Regions from separate parts of the Mus musculus genome. Here region 2 is linked to region 1. The links are chromatin contacts, called in public Hi-C maps. All regions are on one chromosome and are shown on one strand. Each heading gives the region's core, a stretch centred on a gene start, on an enhancer-like site or on the middle of the called end of the contact. The rest is flanking DNA. Distances are from core to core; before and after follow the strand shown.

Region 1 (5,322 bases), core at 2,498-4,997:
ATGGCTGGCTTTGTCAGCTTGTCACAGTCTAGAAGCACCTGGGAGGAGAGTCTCAGTGAGGGGTTGTGTGCTGGCTGGTTTTAGGTGTCAACTTGACACAGGCTAGAGTTATCACAGAGAAAGGAGTTTCAGTTGGGGAAATGCCTCCAAGAGATACAGCTGTGGGGCATTTTCTCAACTAGTGATCAAGTTGGGAGGGCCCCTGGTGGGTGGTACCATCCCTGGGCTTGGGTTCTATAAGAGAGCAGGCTGAGCAAGCCAGGGGAAGCAAGCCAGTAAGTAACATCCCTTCATGGCCTCTGCATCAGCTTCTGCTTCTTGACCTGCTTGAGTTTCAGTCCTGACTTCCTTTAGTGATGAACAGCAGTATGGAAGTGTAAGCTGAACAAACCCTTCTCCCCCTCCCCCCCAACTTGCTTCTTGGTCATGATGTTTGTGCAGGAATAGAAGCCCTGACTAAGACAGGTTGTGAGACCAGGGTGGCCTGTAGACATGTCTTTAGGACATTGTCTAGATTGTATCAAGACCCAGCCTAAAAGTGGGCAGTGCCATTCCTTGGCTTTGGGTCCTGAATAACCAAAGAGCAGGAAAGTGAACTGAGGCGCAGGTGTGCACATATCCACCCCCTGTCTGCTCCGTGCCGTGTGACTAATTGCTTCAAGCCCCATCCTTGACTTCTCCACACAATGGACTGGAGCTAGGAGCTGATTAAACCTTCTCTCTCTCTAAAAGTTGCTTCTGCCAGGGTGTTTTGTCATAGCAAAGGAAAGAAAGCAAAAGAGCTACCCGTGCACGCTTGGTAGTTTTGTAGTATGTGTTGTTTCAATGATTGGATTATCATTCAAACCAGTCACAGTCTTTCAAGTGGTGAGAGCTGTAAAGGCTATAAACTGGCTTCTCTGGGTTGCATTCTTGAATACGGGAAGTTGGAGGCCTTCAGCACTTATACCGAAGGGAAAGAAAACCTCTGTCAAAAATCAGAACACTAAGGTAGTGACCAGGCTCCTGTGGATAAGAGACAAGCAAGGCCTGCTTGTGCCATGGAAGGTCACAAGGGCAGATACAAACACAGACAGAAATCTGGTCCTCAGCCCCAAGGCTCTTGGTGCAGAGAGGGAGACTCAGTGTGTGTCATCTCTGAGATTTGTTTAAACAGCACTCTGTCTGGTTCTGTATGACACACACTTGTCTACACAGCTTGAGTAGCTACATCACCACTTCCCAACTTTTGGAAAAAAAAATCCCCTTCCAAGGACATGATGAACATTTCTCACTGGGAAAGGCCGGAAGGTGACCACCTTATAGCCTGCTTAGCTTGGTTTCCCTAGGAATCACATTCCAGTGAGAGATACCATCATTTGTGTAATAAAAATAATATTTTAAGCAGTATTGCCTACTCTCCTGATTCTTGGGATTTTATGTCCTGGGAGAACAATTAAATTTTGGTTTTGTAACAAAACTCAGCCAAGTTGGTTTTGTTCTCAGGCACGGTTTCCGTCGGTCCTGTTGGGCAACACAGCGGTCTCCTTGGTGAGAAATGAACGCATGGTCTCAGCCAGCGTCTTAACAGCTGACACGATGATGACCCTTATCAGGAAGCACCTTTTCTGGGGACCCTGGGGTACCCTGTTATTGTGTTTGCTATAGAGACACACATACTCCCAACTTGTCCTGAAAGCCAGACCCAAGAAAATGTTCCCTGTGTGTTTAGGCGTTAATTTGGTTTCCTAAGAACTTTCTAGAAAACAATAGTGACTTGATCTGAAATGGCTGAGATGGGGGAGGTGTTTAAATTTACCCCCAGGACATCTTGATAAAGAAAAGTGTCTCATCTTTCAGAGACATCTCGGGGTTGCCCTGTCTGGTTGGGCTGATTACATCACCTGTTGGCTTGGTAGCAGCGATCGCTTTTCTGAGAGATTCTTCCTGGCACTTCAGAGACGTCTGAAGATCCATTTCAGTTTTCATAGTGTGAATGACAGGGATGCTCATGGGTAAAATTTGAGCTGTGTTTGTACAAGGACCACCTCCAGGATGCCATCACCAAACCTCTAACACAGAGGTTGCTGTGGCACCTCTGTGCTTTCTGCCTGATAGGGGCTCCATGTCCCAGTAGTGACTCCCCACTATAGCGAGTGTTGCCCTTACTGTCTGGGATACAAGCTTGTCTTCCCAGGGTGCTCGATGGCAGCTGGCCAGTCTTGGCTGTCTTCCAAACTAACAACGACTAGGCCATTTAATTCTTACCTAAAACCCAGGGCAGCATTAATAGTTAACGCCTGAAGCTAATTTTTGTGGAACCATGCATTGCAGACAAGATCAGGAGAATGATGGTTCCCAGCAACCCAGCCCTCTCTTCCCATCTCCCCATCCCTCCCCGAGTCTTTCTGGGATTCTTTTTTACGGGCACATGTGTGTATGGCGGTATCAGTAACATCAAACAGATGTGGGTTCAGATCCACTCCCCATGAGATGGATGGAGAAGGAAGTTGAAGTAGATGAGAATCAGGGAACAGGGGGAGGGGTTAGCACAGCCAGGAACAGTGCGATTACTCAACACTTGGATTTTTTAATCAAGGGATCTGAGTAACGAACAATATATCCTTTGTTGAGCACAAAAAAGAAAAATACAAACCAGAAGCCAATGGAAATTTAGTAAACAGAGCAATCTATAGGGCCCCGAAGGGGCATGTGCGCACAATGGCTGTTTTAAACTCTGTTAGAGACAGGCTCTGGTTCAATGGTCAATGCCAGTCTCTTTTGGCAGTGTCTTGCACTGACCCAAGCAGAGATGCAGAACATTTTGGATTAACTTGGATGGTTCGTGCTCATAAACAGTTGGCCAGCAGTATTTAGCGTGCTCTCTGAACTTTCAGATAATAAAAGGCTTACTTGGAATAAGCCTTTCGTCCTTTTAAACACTCCCAGAGCTGTGAGTGGTTGGAGGTACCCGAGTGTGGTCACTACGGGTGCTGAAGCTCCCAGACAGCCGTCCACATTCCTTTAAGGGCAGCCACCTCTAGACGGCTCATTTCCCGTAGTCGAGTGGTTGGTCTGCAATTTCTTTCTGGGATCCAGACAGTTAATTGTGACTCAAGATGACTGGGGAAAGAGCTGTGTAGCCTCCGGCGAGTTATTTAATTTTGTTGAATCTTAGTTTGCTCATCTGTAAAAGATCCCCCCCCCACCTCTTCCCCCAACACCCCGCTCAGCTCTTGGAACTCTGATAAAGATGTTCATGAAAATACAGGAAAACATGAAAAACGGGCAAAAGCGTTTATCAGGCTTTCTCCCAAGACACTGTGCTTAGTTTTTGCATCGGACACAGTGAACACAAAATTTGTGGGGTGGATGGATGGATGGTGGTGGTGGTGTTAAGAATTTGTGCAACCGTTGAAATGTTAAGGAAATAGGCCACCGTATGCTGACCAGGGCCTGGTAGGCTGGGAGTTGGGTCAGTGCTGGTTGGATGGAGAACTAGCCTCCTTTCCTCTCCAAGTCCCTCACCTGTTATTTTGACTTTGAGAGAAGAAATGGAAATGAAATCATTTTGACTCTGAACAGAGCAGTATTGCGGAGGGCTACACAACTCCCAAATAATTTTAACAGTAACCGTCCTGGGTGCTTCTCATCCCTCCCCAAAAGAAGTCCCTCAAAAGAGCCTGGGAAGGGGTCTTGTCTGAGTCCAGATCACTTCAGAAGCCATAACGAAGCACAGGGCACTCACATCCAGTCTGAGTCACTTCCTCCAGCAGATAATACGCGTGACGAGCCGAGCAAGACGAGCCGAGCAAGACGAGCCGAGCAAGGCACAAGCCGTATTTCTGCCGTCTGAACCTCAGCTGCTCTCTCTCTTATCTTCCAGATAGTGAGCCACCATTATAGGTGACTGCAGATCTGAAGAGAAACTCAGCTCCCTGAAGCAGCCAGAATTCTGGGAGACTCAGAAGAGGAAGGGCAGAGGAAATGTCTAGTGTGTTGATGGTTGTCTCCTTAGTCACTCATTTTCTGAATAGCTTCAGCTGAGAAACGTTTACAAGACCCAGGAAAGAGAAGAGACGTGCCCAGCAGACTGAATTACCCTGCCTGTACTTTTCAGCTCTGGTCTCTCACAGTCAGGTGCTGTGCTCCATCCCTGGGGATGCTCCTTATGAACCTGAGCTTTCAGTTCTTGGTTGTCAGTGTCCCCAGAGGTCCCAAGGCTTGGTCTCAGGGGCTGGCAGAGCTGGAAGGCAGCCGAGGGGTTAGAACCTGACAATTCTGACTCAACAGTGACAAATGGGTCCTCTATGAAACACATTGAATGTCAGTCCCAAAGTGTTGAAGTTCTACCTTCTAAGAATTTTATTTTTAATAGATACATAATTGGACCTATCTTTATAGGCTTGATACATTTTATATGTTGAGTAATAATCAAATTAGGGTATTTCTCTTCTTTTTGATGAGAATAATCCAAACCATTTCTTCCAGGTGTGAGGTGTGTCTGATGTGGTGCTGTTTCCGATCTCCTTGCTGTGTATCAAAGGACCAGGACGTATTTGTATTCTGCCTTCCCAGCTCTAACTTGCAGAACTGACTGGTTATCATCCTCTCTCTCCAGTGCCCCCAGCCTCTGCTATCTATAATTCTAGTCTTGTCCATGACATCAGGGTCGTTGTCCTCCCCTGCCAGGCAGGCTTGCTTTTGTATCATCACCCCCTAAAGATTACCACATGGAACATGGTTTCCCATCACCATCTCTGAAGGTAGACATTTCATTATTGGCTTTTTATTTTGAGACAAGAGAACTAGCTTAGTAAATCTTCTCCCATGAAGATGTCTGGGAACTGATGTGTCCTCATGTGCTTGTCACAGGTGGAGATCCTTTTAGGAAGAGACACCTCCTGCTTGGTGATGCTAATGAGCACGGTAGATACTCCTTTCTGGGAAAGTATCTGAAGGCATCCAGGAGGCCAGGAAGGACCACGTGGCATTGAGATGGATCTAATACTGGGATGTATGGAGGGTGACACAGTTCCTTCTTACGGAGTTAGTGTCCCTCAGAGCCTGGACCTCAGGATGTCATCCCAGCTTAGGCTAGGCTCCAGTTCCCCATGCAAACTGGCCTGGCTTTCTTCAAGTCAGCTTTCCGCATTGGTGTGTTATCTGGTCTCTGTTTCTTTCCCTTGTACTCAGTTCTTCCTTGGGGCCCAGCAACAACTAGAATTGAGCTCCATGATGTGAACAGTGGTCGTCGTTCTGAGTCACCTAAGATCTTATCACCGAGGATGACTCAAGGGTCTTTTGAGGGCTTGGATTACGTATCCCTAGTCTCTTATCTGG
Region 2 (5,298 bases), core at 407-2,906, 550 kb after region 1:
AAGCTAACCTGAGGTCTCCCTCTGTAGCCAGCATCATCAGAACAAATCTTCTCTGAGAGATGACTCTATGGCACCATGAACAACCTCTGCTAGAAATCAGTCTGTCTGTCCATCTCTCCAAGTTCTCCGCCATAATGGAAAATCTTCTGAGAAAGGCATTAGCCTGCTATGCATTTTTGAAGTGGTTATTTCCATTGTTTTTATTTACACGTGTGCATGCACATGTGTGCACCCGTGTCTGTGTGAACAAATCCCATGTGCACACATATGTTTGCAGTACTCAGGAACACCAGAAGATGCTGTTTGATCGCTGGAACTGGAGTTACAGGTGGCTGTGCACCACCTAAAATAGGTGCTGAGAACCAAACCTGGGTCCTCAGTAAGAGCAGCAAGGGCTCTTAGCTACAGAGCCAGCTCTCTAGCTCAGAGTACTTCTAGAAACACATTATAGATGACACTGTTTACGTCATCTATAACATTTTGACATAAAAGTAGACCATTTTTGATCTTATGAGCAGTTCTGAAATGACTTTCACTCTTGTCAGTTATAATTATTTATTTCCTCAGACCAAGTCCTTAAAAGTGAGATTATTTTAGGTCGAATTATATATTTCAAATCTTAAAAAATTCAGATATCCCATTTTCTCTAGCCTTTGAGAACAGTAAAAAAAAAAATGTGTGGATAAGATCAGTGCCTCAACCTACACATAAGCTATTACATTATTTCCTAATTTTTTTCAGGAGCAAAAGGTCCTTCATTGAAGGTCAACCACCTTTCTCATGAGAAAAATGTTCATTTGTTCTAAAGAGGGTTGTGGTGAGGATGGGGCTTCTCAAATTAGGTCTGCCTTCCTTTCTCTCTCTCTCTCTCTCTCTCTCTCTCTCTCTCTCTCTCTCTCTCTCTCTCTCTCTCTCTCTTTCTTCCCCTAAACAGAAAGAAAAAAATTTTTGATGATGTCAAGGGGTGCTAAGCTGAAAGAGTTCAAAGTGCCAAGGGTATTTAGCGGTCTCCCTGCCCCTGCATTCCCAAGCCATGCAATACAAGGAATAGTCTGAGAGCTGGCCGTGCACTTAATCCCACAGGAGCGGCCTTGGCAAGCTCCTCGGGATCGTTCTTGTAATCCTCAGAAGCTCACGGATTCCAGGAAGCCTCCATGCCTTTTGCAACCCAGGCTTGCCTCCCATGAATCTTCCTGACTCAGAGTTTGCAGCATTTGCTAATTTTCATAGAGCGTCACACAAATCCTCTACCACTGTCTACCCCTCAATCATAAAAGTGCCACTCGGATTTACAGCCCCCCCAAAGTCAACAGAGCCTCCCCTTGCAGGCACAGGGGAGAAGGATCTGGAACCACTTGATGGAGTGCACCTCATAACAGCAGGATAACAGCGTGCCACGTTGGTTGCCACAGCTCATCTGGGTTGAGGCTGCCTGGTCAGTGCTTGGATATCTTTGAAACAGAATCACATTCTTCAGGAGGTGGCGACTGTAACACAATAAACAGCAGCTGTTCCCAGGGCTTGGAAATAATACCTCAACATTCGCATAGTGTTTGGTGCCAAGAGTTAGGTCCCGTTATGGTTAAGGCCAACATAGAACTTCTAGGCAAATAAATACATGAGTAACAATGTCCTGTTAGGACTGGAGGGATGACTCGGAGCTTTAGAGCAACTGTTGTTCTTTCAAAGGATGTGAGTCGCCTCCCAATACTTGCATTGGTCGGTTTATAACTGCCCATAACTCCACTGGCATCTGACGCCCTCTTCTGGCCACAAGGGCACCTGCACACACATGCAGCACACACAGACACATAAATTAAAAGTAAATATAAAGGACTGGAGACATGACTCAATGGTTTAAAGCATTAGCAGTTCTTCCAGAGAACTCCAGTTCAATTCCCAGCACCCACCATCTAGAACTTCGTTTTCATTTCAGGGGAGCTGAGCCCCCTCTTCTGGTCTCCCCAGACAATGTACACACATGGTGCATACACACACATTCACACAAAATATTGAAATTAAATGTACATTGCTCCCATCAATTTCTTTACAGTCTTAATTTGTACATATTACCCAGGAATCTCACACACATGGAATTTTCCATTCTTTCCAATCTTTCTAACGAGCACTCCATCTCAGCATAGTCCTAAAAGCTTTCTAAAGACCCTTTTAAAGTAAAAGGCCAGAGCCTGTCTTGTTTATAAGACACCAGGATTCCAAGCTTCCAGAAAGCCCATATAAGTAACCCCAGAAATAGGTAGTGCATTTAATAGAAATCTGAGCTCATCAATTTTACATGATCCTCACACACTGAGTGTGGAATGCTGATGAGGATTTGATGTTGACAGGAGATTCATTTGCAAACACAAGTGGCTGGAGAGATGATTAAATCGGTGAATAGTTTGTCAATATCTATTTCATGTTAGCTCTCACTATCAAGACCAGTAGCTGTGGCTTTGATGACAATAATAAATAATAATTAGGATATGGCGCTGTTCTGGTTGCAAGCATACAACACTTTTTGTTATGGACCTAAAAAGATGTATATTAAGTTATATGTGTACTCCCAACCCTGACAGGCCAGCCTTAACGAACGTTTGAGGGAGTCATGAAATCCATATTGTCTTATGGTCCTTGGTGTGCAGAGATGGCTTCTGTCTTCTAGGATAAAGAGTACAGAAAGCTCGTGTTGTGCACACCTAGGTGACAGGGACAAGATGGGGTAGCTTTAGATCAAATACAACTGCTGGATGTCTGGCTTATTCCTCAATGAGGACTGGCACCAAGCCTGGGAGACAGTGCAGGAAGTCAAGTGTCCGCCTTGACAGCGTGAGGACCCAAGTTCAAGGACCCACGCTTAAAAAGGTGTGTGTGGTGGTGCATGCTTGTAATGCCAGCTCTGGGGAGGCGGTGACAGTTGGGTCCCTGGGGTTTGATGACCAGTTAGGGTGAGATTCTATCTCACAAAACGAGGTGGATGTACCTGAGAAGTGACCACAACCTTCTTGTTGACAAGCGAGGAGGTGAATTGAAGTGAAAGCATCCGAGGGGGCATCCCTGACATCACAGGGCACCGCAGAACATGCTACGTTCTCAGAGAGTCGATTCTCAAGTTCATGGTGCTTGTGCCGCTCACTAATCTCAGGGACCTTCAGTAGGATGGAGGATATTTGAAAGCAGAAATTGGATCTTTTGGGGTTGTGGCCAAGCCCCAACTTCTCCAGTTCTGAGGCATTACAATGCTTGGTGCTTTCCTTAGGATGTCACAGATGCTATTCTGCGGTCTTAGCTACATAAAGAGATAGGGCTTAATTATTTAACATGTCACTCTCAACCATTAAAATAGTGACTAGGCTCTTGCCAGAACAGATTCTATAAAATATCAAAATAAAGTCAATCTTTAAAAAAAGGGGGGGGGAACTATTCAAAAAGTTTGAAAAACTTGTGAGGAACATCAATAGTTCTACCTGCAAGTTTACTCCATGTAAACATTTTTAAGAAGATTCGTGCAGTGTCTAGTGTAGCCCAAGCCGACCTCAGGCTTACTGTATATACCCAAGGCTGATCTCGAGCTCTTGGGCCCCCAGCCTTTACCTATGGGTAGGCTGTTGGGATTGCAGTATGTGCCACCGCTCTGCTGCTGAGGTTTGAACCAACGTCCTGTACATGCTAGCCACGCACTGTAGAGGTAGCTACTGGGCTACCCACCTACCCACCCTCTCTCTTGTTTTGTTATGACACGTACCTCACACACCAAGGGCGTGGAGAGCCAATGGCTTTCCCCATACAATCATACTAAAAGCAAGTGTGTTTTGTAAACGTTTTATGGAAATTTGGGAAAGTGAAAACAGGCTCTTAACAGTTCCCCGCTGTCCAACAAGCAATGTCAATACTGCCATGAACGCCAGTGGCTCAATCAGTGTGAGTCAACTCTACCTCCCTCTCGGTGACTCGTACTTTTGTTATTTTTAGCAGGAGACATGCAACGCTGTATGGTTGGCTCACGTATTGAAGACGCGATTCTCAACTGCTGGTGCTATTTTAGGAGGTTCTGGAAACTTTAGATGTTGGGGAGGGGTAGCTGGAGGAAGTATGTCACAGAAAACATGTCTCTGTCTGCCTGCCTGTCTGTCTGTCTGTCTATGTCTATGTCTGTCTGTCTGTGTCTCTGTCTCTGTCTATCTCTGTCTCTATCTCTGTGTGTGTGTGTGTGCCTCTGTCTGACGCTGTGTGAGTCTTTATCTGTCTGTGTCCATCTCTATCTCTGTCTGTGACCCTGTGTCTGTGTGTGTGTGTGCCTATGTATCTGTGTCTACCTGTGTGTGCATATGTGTGTGTGTGTGTGTTTATCTATCTATAACTGTCTCTCCTTTATCGGCTATGACATGGCTATGTCCCTATCATTAGCTCCCACCTCTATGAAGTTCCTCCTTCTGCACAGACCCAGAGCGCACTGGGCCAAGGACCACAGTCTGAAATCTCTGAAAGCATGAGCAAAGCCACATCTTTCCTACTTTATTTTTGTCATAGCATTGAAATTGTAAATTAAACATACAAACAAGTCCTGAGTGTCTCTTTGCTGTTGCTGCCCCTTGGTTTTTGGCAGGGTTTTGTTTCTTTCGTGTCAAGATGAGGCTTTGCCAAGTTGATGTGTGCTTTGCATCCACAGGAGGCCTCTGCAGAAGCTGGAATACATACAGGACACTTTAAACGGAAGGGATACGATGGGTCCTTCTTAGAATCAGGAGACTTTGGTGTCACCAGTCACAGGGAACAAAGGGCAGGCCTGCATGGCATCTCTCCAGTTCACCAGAGGAAGGGGTGGGGTAGACCAGGTGTGACATCTTTCTGGTTCAGCAGGATCTTTGTGTGAATGTAATCTGACAACCTGGAATTTTGAGAATCAAGGGAAAGACGAGCCAATAGCTGATCACTCACACGTGCTTCTGGGGTCTTTAGGGCTCCGTGAGTCAGTTGTGCAATGCAGATCTAGGACTTAGGAGCTAGCGCATGGCCTGCTCCTTTTCTCCATGCTGCAGAAGCACATACGCAGCTCTGGGTGGGCTAGGGCTACAAGGGAACCCAGGAAAGGAGGCCCCTCCTCCTCAGAGTTCTCTCAACCATAGGTTACATAATCCACCCATTCATTCATTCATTCATTAGTCATCCAGCCAACACTGGCTGGAGCACCTGTGTAGTGCAGCCTCTGTCTTTGTACTGCCCCCCTTGCCTTCGAGGGCTGTGAAGCAAGTGTGTAATACCCTCCACACAGCTGTGGGAAAGGACAACAGGCAGCTG

The links. A called contact is a pair of places that touch in the nucleus more often than the background predicts.
Region 2: a contact with region 1 is called in a Hi-C map of muscle stem cells, with 2.6 times the contacts expected there. The contact joins two enhancer-like sites. A contact is called at or near these places in 1 of 15 datasets of contacts at CTCF or cohesin (large pre-B cells), 7 of 484 Hi-C or Micro-C datasets (3T3-L1-derived adipocytes, the C2C12 cell line, ECoMG-derived neutrophils and 4 more) and 1 of 9 other capture datasets (embryonic stem cells).

The regions. Positions count from the first base shown.
Region 1 is chr16:92,549,239-92,554,560 of GRCm38.p6, forward strand. No RefSeq gene overlaps it. Among named protein-coding and RNA genes, the nearest start is that of Gm30224, 44 kb to the right of the region's middle. Within about 2 kb of position 3,748, at least 35 of the 459 cell types and tissues checked have an H3K27ac peak or open chromatin away from gene starts, as enhancers often do. A contact at or near this core is called in the C2C12 cell line and muscle stem cells, where this site is marked.
Region 2 is chr16:93,105,880-93,111,177 of GRCm38.p6, forward strand. No RefSeq gene overlaps it. Among named protein-coding and RNA genes, the nearest start is that of Gm30474, 24 kb to the right of the region's middle. Within about 2 kb of position 1,657, at least 38 of the 459 cell types and tissues checked have an H3K27ac peak or open chromatin away from gene starts, as enhancers often do. A contact at or near this core is called in the C2C12 cell line and muscle stem cells, where this site is marked.